2 separate regions of the Zea mays genome follow, and region 2 is linked to region 1. The links are chromatin contacts, called in public Hi-C maps. All regions are on one chromosome and are shown on one strand. The core of a region is the stretch at or near the end of the contact, and the rest is flanking DNA. Distances in the headings are between cores, read along the strand shown.

Region 1 (4,423 bases), core at 695-3,194:
CTTTATAGAGCACCAGGTGATTCACACGCGGAATGGTTTCGGCAGTGAATTAGGAGAAGGGGGCGGCAAAGATTTCCACAACGGACGAAGCGAGAGGATAAGGAGTGTTGATAGATATTTGTTGGAGGATTGTTTTTTTTCCTATTTTTTCTTAATTTAAAATTGAAGATTTAGGACTATTAGGATTTGTTGGAGATGCTCTTATGTGCTAGAGCTGTTGCGCTACGAGCCTACGTTCCAACCAACATTTCGGTGGTTCTTGGTCTGTGTTCAATAGACTGACTACTCGACTACTCTATCACCCAGTCTATCCTACGGTTGGTACAGGACTACAGGTGCGGCTAAGCTTGCCGTCACCTTCGACTTTGATCTTAAAAAAAATTGGATTGGCGTCAAGTCCGACGAGATTCTGTTCCATTCCAGTTCCGGATGAGAGATGTGTTGAGCGAACCCGACGTTGGGCTGCCCCCCGGCCACATCCCACATGGCGAGAGTCGCGGAGTGCGCGCCACGCGCGCTCCGGTTCGGTGCCCTGATTGCGAGAGATCGGCGGGGAACCACGGGCCCGGATACCCCGCGCGGGTGGCAGCTGTCCCCGCAAGTCCGCAACAGCAAGTGCTCGCTCTCAGTCTGCCCCCCGCGTGGTCGTCCGATCGGGTGGACCGGAAAATCGGACGGTTGACGCCCGGCGGAGGCGGCAATGATTGGGCTCGCACCTGGGAGCTTTGACTGCCGGATTCGTCGCCTGTGCCCTGTGCCCAAATATTCCGTTTCCATCCCTTTTGTACATTGCACCCTGACTAGAGATGGCAATGGGTACCCGAAACCCGAAACCCGATGGGTTTTTATCCCATTAGGGTACGGGTTTGGACCAATTTTCATACCCGTGGGTTTGTTAATGGGCATAAATCTGTACCCAACGGGTTTATGGGTACGGGTTTGTTCCTATAGTACCTAAACTCGTGAACCCGTGGGTTTTTTAAACCCGACCAAACCTAGTGCATATTGTCATTTTATTTTATAAACGAACAAGAAACTTGTTATTCCTTATTTGCTTCATAATTTTTAACAATTGGTGAATGTATCAGTAATCGGTGAGAGTGTTGCTTGCTTGCTATTATAGTTTTTACTAGCGTTATATATGTGGTAGATGGATAACTTAGTGCAAGGTCACTTAATTATATAACTTATTATTTGTATTTCATTCTCTCTACTAATAATTTTTATACCAAATCATGAACTCGTTGTTTATTACATAGATTTTGGATCATGATATCATTAATCATTATGATACTTATTGATTATGAGAAGATAATTATATTGGAGATGAAACCCGCGGGTAACCCATGGGTACCCGTTAACCCGATGGGTACGGGTTTGGGCAAAATCTCAAACCCGTCACGGGTACGGGTTTTTTAATGGGCATAGATATTTTTCACGGGTACGGGTTTGGGACGGCAAAACCCAGTGGGTTTGTACCCGTTGCCATCTCTAACCCTGACGTCTTGAGTAACCTGCCAATGAGACCTTTGTCCGACTCTTTCAGAGTTTACACTCTCTTGAGTCTTGTTGAGTAAACTACCTGGTTTGAATAGTTGGGTGGAACCAAACACCATCCCATCGTGGTAATAAAGAACTGGGCAAAACACATACACCCAGCACCATTTTTGAAAAATAGAAGAAGTGTGCGTGCGATACACAAACCGCCCCCGAATCATTTGAAAACCAAGCCCGATTCGATGATAACAAAAGAAAGCCAAGGAGCCGGATGCAAAGGTCTCCCAGCTTTTGCCATTTTGGCGACCAGCTCCAACAACCGGAGAGGGGGAGAGAGAGAGAGCTCGAGTCACAAAGCTAAAAAAAGCACCGAGAAATCTAGTGGTGCAGCGAGCGAATCCGTCCGGCCGTCCCCTTCCTCCGCCACCCATCCCCAAAATTTTCACCGCACGTCGCCTCCCCGCGACGACGACGCCCGAAGCTTCCAGGGCCCTCCCCTCCCCCCCGCGGCCGCCCCTCCCTAGATCGCCGCCTCCGGCAGCGGCGAGGCTGCATCGCGAGGGCGGCGGAGGAGCCGGGCGACGGGGTCGACGAAGGCGGGGAAGACGAGGCTAGGGTTCGGGGTCGCTGCTGCTGGGCTGCGTCTGAGGGAGGAGGATGCATATGATGCGGCGGCTCAAGAGCATCGCCTCCGGCCGCTCGTCGGTCTCCGATCCGGTGAGAGCTCCATTTCCCCGGCCCATTCCCCACCGCCATTGGTGGCCCGGGCACACCCGCATTGGGTGTTCAATGACGCTATGCTAACGTCCGGGTTCATTTTCTTGGGCTTCGCTCGGTCGTTTCTTGCGGCAGCGTCTGTTCATTTCGTTTGCTTGCTTCGTCGTGGCTGCCTCCCCTTTATAGAAAGGCTAAAGCGTTGCACGGTCTGTTGCCTCATCAGGTGCCAAGCGCTTTATTTTGCTTTAGTCGATTTGGCATTCGGCTCCTTGCACTTTAATGGCGACATGTTGTTCGTTTTTGCTCAAGTATTTATTTCACCAGTTTGTCTAATAGGTGTGGTTTTGGCTGTAATGCGTTGGCAACTGAGCTTCATAGGACCATGAAGAAAATGGACAGTAGCCTATTAACTGAGAGTCTGAGACTTTACTGGTAAAGGATAATATCAGGTTCTAATCAGTCCATTGGTTCAAAAAATTTGTTCATTCGGGAAGGATTTTAACCTGTAGGTTAATCAGGAAATGTCTCCCGTTCACAAAAAAGAAGGACATGAGAAGTGGGGGTTGTTACATTGAAGAAACTCTGCCTTTTCTTCTTCAATAAATGCTAAGGAATTATGAAACAAATAACCATTTCTCGTTATCTATTGTTAGGGTGGTGACTCTGGCTCCAAAAGACCAAAGTTTGAGCAGGATGGAGCAGGAGATATTGTTATGGAGCCACACTTAACCGAGGATAAACCTGTGCGGATAGACCAAGAATCATCGTCAACATCTAATAGGGATGCTGAGGCAAGCACATCTACTAGCATGAAACCTGTTAAAACTGAAGAAGCAGGAGCAGATCTTCTTCCCAAAGAGATGAATATTATGACAATTAGCGACGATAAAGCTGATGGCCATAATGATAAGGTTATTTCAATCTCATTGATTCATTGATTGATGAGCACATACCATTTCTGCTTTTGGTAATCATGCCTTGTGTTCTCTGGCTACAGGAAGGTGAGGGTGTTACACTTGATGGGACTGGAACAGAGACAGGGCAGATAATTGTGACAACAATAGGAGGTCACAATGGGAAGCCAAAGCAGGTAATATACTAACCTGTATCTTGCTTGCATTGAATACCTATTGTTTTTTTTGCATTCATCTAAAAAGGCATTGAATACCAATGACAGTACATTACATTGAATATTCCTGCATGCTATGTAAACAGGGCTACTTGATTTTTATATATATTAAAAAAAAGTCCTCTGTGGATGACATTGCAGCAGCACTCTATATTTTTTTATATTGCTATTGGATTGGATATTCTTTATCTGATGGATGCAAAATTTTGCTCTTTAGATATTCCTTTGAATTTATTGTCCTACTATTTATTTAGAACATCATTTTGTGAAACTCGAACTGTAAATCACTAATATTGTTTCTAATGGTCATACAGAAGGTCTCATACATGGCAGAATTGGTTGTTGGTACTGGTTCGTTTGGTATTGTTTTCCAGGTACGCCATTTGCCATCTTTTGGCCTCATATAACACTTATTTCTAGAAATGGGAGTTCACAATGCTGTGGCCAAAATCATTGAACTTATCGTGTATAACAGGCGAAATGCTTGGAAACTGACGAGACGGTGGCGATAAAAAAGGTGTTACAAGATAAGCGCTACAAGAATAGAGAGCTCCAGACTATGCAGTTACATGACCACCCGAATGTAGTTCAGCTGAAGCATCACTTCTTTTCAACAACTCAAAAGGGAGAAGTTTACCTCAACCTTGTACTTGAATTTGTATCCGAGACAGTTTATCGTGTTGCCAAATACTACAACCGGATGAACCAGCGTGTACCCATAATATATGTTAAGTTGTATGCATATCAGGTACGCGATGATGTTCTTTGTCATTTCCCCTATCAGCTTTTTACAAGTAGTTCGGATTCATTGGTTGGTATTGAATGAACATTAGGAATCTGTTATTCCTTCTTGTCCAGATGTGCCGTGCGCTTGCTTACATCCATCGAGTTGTCGGTGTGTGTCATCGTGATATTAAACCTCAAAATCTACTGGTAAGTTCCCAGATCCACTTTTCCTCGAAGCAGTTTGTGTGGTTGTTAGTGTTGCAAGTATTCTGTTATTCCCATTTTGGACCATTTTGCTACCATCTTGCTTGTAAGTTGTAACACCTGTCAACGCAGAAATACTGTGTAAGTGCA
Region 2 (4,423 bases), core at 665-3,164, 450 kb before region 1:
GTGGCAACTGGTGTGGTGGGGTGGGTGCGGCCATGCATGCGGCACACGAAATCGGGCCCGCGGCGGGATCGGGGAATCCAACGCAGCGAGCAAGCCCGGAGCACGAGCGTCTCGGGACGCTCCCTGTCCCGAAGGCGCGTTTCACTCGATTCCCCAATTTCTTAGGTTAATCACAGTGTTCATTTCATAACACTCTTTCTAACACTGTTATATATTTAAGAATGTCATAAAACTAAGCATGAAACACTACCTTTTGATGTAAAATTTCAGTTCAGTATTTTATAAACTAACATACCAATTAAATGTTGTAACTAAACAACCAATAAAAATCAGTAAAATATACAAAGATAAAACAAATCATCCTCAACGTTGGTTTCACACGATTTTCAAGACCTTGAAAACGGGTTAATATGGTTTCATCCCATGAAACCAATTTTATCTCATAAAACTAATTTATCTTAAATATAATGTCATATTATCTAAAATAATGATGTAGCACACTATTAAATGGGCATGAAATCATCATGAAACTAACATTGTGAATAGCCTTAGTGCATCCACAATGGTTGTCTCAAATAGTTAGCTGACATGGAGCTGAGAGAAAAATAAAAATAATATTTATCTCAACACTAGTACTTGGTCACACACACAATACACTCAGTTTTTTAAATACCTGAAATCTTATATCTACTTGTCCATCGTTAGCTATTCTCATTTTTCTATATTTTCTACGTATAGTTAGTGAAATAGCTAGCCATTGTTACAGCTGGCGCCCGGAGCTATAGCTCACGTACCACGCGCCGGCCGCTCCTACGGTCGGTTACTGCTACTCCATTCTATGAGAGTCGTTTGAAAGCTAGTGCCGTGCGGACGCCGGCGCCGGCAGAGACGAGGGTTCCTAACTTTATTATTGTGCATTGCAAAAGGCCCAGGGTAATTCTTTGTTCTTATTTGGGTTGATTTGGTGACAAGGGAATTACGAGAGGATCGGAGGAGATTGAGAAGTAAATAAACTAATTTTTTCTTTAATTCCTTCCATCCTCCTGTAATCCCTAGTCATCAAATCAGTCCTAAACGAGTAACAATGTCCCCACTCTAAAGTAGGAGTAGATCACTCTGAGCTCTCGACTCCACCCGTCTCTCCCAACTCCCCAACCCCAAGCAAACGACGACTTGGCGTGTGATTGTTAGAAAATTCGAGACACTATTGCAGAGATCATGGCTTGCATGGTGGAGAAAGCACGGCCGAATGGCGAATGCGGCAGCCAGGAGCGGAGCAGGAAGAGCGGACGCTTGGCTTCGAAGCTCACCCTCCCAGCACATGGAGCGAAGCGCGATCGAGAACGAAGAGCGAAAAAAAGGGGATAAAAAAACAGAGCCATGTCCTGCGGTTACCTCTCTCACCGATGCCGGTCGTGTCGCCGCCCGCCACCCCTCCTCGCCCACCGCCACTTTCCGGCGGCCTCCACCTCCTCCTCCCGGCGCCGCTCGCCGCGACGCAGAGTCCAACCAGAGGTAGATTGGCTGCAATCAGGACGCGTGGACGCCGATCATCAATCAAACGACAACCATCCTGGGAACGCCGCTGCGCGCGTGGGCGTTGTTGCTCCTACTCGATCGCTGCATGATTGGGAGGAGGATCTGGGAATCATTTCATGAGCGCACTCACCGCGAGCACCACCGCCTCTTGTAGCCGCCCCCCGACAGAGTTCCTCCTCCTCTGGCGTCGCGTCGTGTAAGTCCCCAGCTAGCGAGTCGTTGAGGGATTTAAATTCCGGTGGACTTGGACAGGACACAGGAGTACAGGATCACAGGACGGCTGCTGCTTCGGAACGAGTTTTTGAATTCGAGGCGAAGCGAGCCGTCGGATCGAGGAGCGTGGGCCCCGTGGAACGGGCGCTGAGGACCGGAGCGTTTGAGGCGGCCTGCGAGGCGGTGCACGCACGACGCCACGTCGCATGAGATGATTTTGAAATGGTCGGGATGCCGGCTCGAAAGCCGCCAGCTTTCGCGGCCTGTTACTAGCTCAGCCTGCCCATTTTCTATGGGCCCATCCCGGCCCCGCATAAAGGGCACGCCAGGCCCAGACAGAAGAGTGAGTATGTTAGGCCGACTCGCTAGGCCCGCTAACCAATCGTCATTTCTATATTATTAAAGCGGAACGGAAACGGCTTCGATGCACCTATCCACGTCACTCTAAAAAAATGTGGTCGTCCGATCGTGGATCATCAGTTCATTTCTTCTCACCCGCGAGACTCTCGCGTGCACTCAAGGCCTCTGGAGACTTCTACCTCGTGCTCTCAGTTCTCATCCCTTGTGTTCTCTTCTGTTCACTACGCGTGCTCTCTCTCTCTCTCACGGCCTCACCCTCCCTGTATCCCACTCGGCGGCGATGGACGACAACCGATGTCTCCCTACACCTGGTGCCCAGGTATATCTGCCGACGACGAACACCTGTCAGGTATGCCCACCGATAACGAGCACCCCACCCCTATCTGTCGGCGACGAACACCTGCTAGGTACGCCCACCGATAACGAGCACCCCACCCGTAACTTAAGCTATTTGGTTATTTGCATTCAGATCTGGTCTAGTTACGAGTGTATGCGCATTTTTATGCGTGCTTGCTTCGATCTGCCCTTTACCGGTGCCGCCCGCCCCCTGGTCCATGGGTAAATTGAAATCGTCGTGAGGGAATTAAGGGCGTGGGCCTTGTAGATCTGGGTCGGCCCGCCGCTTGGATTGAGGCTGCACGCTAGACTGAGAGGATCGACGGAAGCGCGTTGCGATCTGCGGTGCCTCGTGGATCACGCTTGGATTCGACGAGGTTTGGCAGCTAGTTCCTTCGACAGGAGCATCTTCTCGTCCAGTTCGTGTGTTGAATCCGCTGTCGTAGCAATCTAGTAGGATTCACTCTGTAGCACGTCATTGGAAATGGCGGTGTGGCAGTCGACGGACTATTTTCTGCGGTTCTGCCACTGTATTTCAGAGTCCACAATGGTCGCTTTCAGTTTCAGTCCACTGGATGCATAAACCGTTTCCAGAATTCTGTTAAGGCCAGCTGTTGGAGTGCATCTCTTTGCACAATGAAAAGTAAGTCCATTTTGGTGTATGTGCGCTAGGTAGATAGCATGTGTGTGTGGCAGCGTGGGCTTCATATGCCAGTGATCCGGTCCGCAGTTTTCCTACAACCTTACCCAGAGAACGTGTGAGCTATGGCTGTTATTAGCTGCATGCCTCTTCAAACTATCTGTCGGTTCCATTGTCTGCTGGTGTAGCTTGACCCAGCACCAAAATTGCATCAGCACACTAGTCCCAGTGTGTCTGACCACTTTTCCGCTTTAGGAAACGTTAATAAGAATTACTGCAACAGTAAAACCCAAAGTATCAGTTCCCTGAATTCCACCTATGCCAACAAACAATCTCTGAGTTCCCTATATGCTACTGCATGTGTAGATGACAGGTGCGTCCACGCTCCCACATCCCATTGACTCAAGTGTGCCACATATGGATTTCAGGGATTATTCTATGGCGCAGTCAGAATTTTCCAAAAAAATAGAAACCCTACCTTTAATGTCAGAACCTAACCTTTCGTTGCTTCCTCCCAGATTTTTAAATTTAGTGTTACAGCTGCAGTCAATTCTAGGTGAACCCACTCTTTGGACAAAATTGATAAGTAGACTTGGATATAGTAATATGGTCATGCTTGATGTAGAATTCCTGTCAGAGGGGGACTCGAGAAGAGGTTTGATGCCTGATTCAACTTTGGGTATGAGAAACAAAGTTGATGTGGATGTGTTTTGTATTCAATGGCCCCCTCAAGTACCAACTATTAGGGACTACTCTTGATGATTTGATGATGATGCGATCTGCATACCTTGTTCCTCCATATTTTTACTTTGTTTGCATAATGTATGTTTGGTGTTTCATGATGATTTGGTGAACCATGCCTTTTGGATCGACCAGTTTTTGGGTGCTCTGTGGCATTTGCTTTGGACCACTACTTGATTACCAGCAAACATTTTTTATTTGCATTTACGCTTCTTGCGTAGTTTCCCAGTAAATTTTAGTTAGCTGCATGTATTGGAAGCCATTGGAAGTTCCTCAGTTTTTTTGTTTTGCTTCATTGCAACCTGTTCACTGACAATGTTCTTTTTGCTGTAGCTGTAGGGGTATGGGAATGGAGGTCGTTGGTCCTAAAGCAGCACCAGCAGAGGTCAAAGTATCTGATGATGTGAATCTATTCCAACAGAAGGAAAGCAAATGCAAAAGAACGTGAGGAGGCAGCTGTTTTCGGTTCAGAGACAACTACTAATGTCACTGATCTAGCACCTCCAAAGGATGTGAAGGATGAGTGGCCTAAACCTAAGCAGACTTATGCCTTCTACTTCATCAAGGTCCGCTCATTTGAGGATCTTAAACTGA

The links. A called contact is a pair of places that touch in the nucleus more often than the background predicts.
Region 2: a contact with region 1 is called in a Hi-C map of bundle sheath, with 2.4 times the contacts expected there. The contact joins the promoter of LOC100272841 here to the promoter of LOC103637127 in region 1. A contact is called at or near these places in 4 of 25 Hi-C or Micro-C datasets (bundle sheath, ear, endosperm and 1 more).

What each region holds. Positions count from the first base shown.
Region 1 is chr1:81,013,609-81,018,031 of Zm-B73-REFERENCE-NAM-5.0, reverse strand. It overlaps LOC103637127 (shaggy-related protein kinase alpha-like), which reads left to right and starts at 1,944. Exons shown (of 13, transcript NM_001347078.1): 1 at 1,944-2,214; 2 at 2,868-3,125; 3 at 3,212-3,304; 4 at 3,658-3,717; 5 at 3,819-4,091; 6 at 4,202-4,276. The coding sequence starts at 2,155.
Region 2 is chr1:81,459,909-81,464,331 of Zm-B73-REFERENCE-NAM-5.0, reverse strand. It overlaps LOC100272841 (putative ARM repeat-containing protein), which reads right to left and starts at 1,914. Exons shown (of 3, transcript NM_001147294.1): 1 at 1,670-1,914; 2 at 1,396-1,524.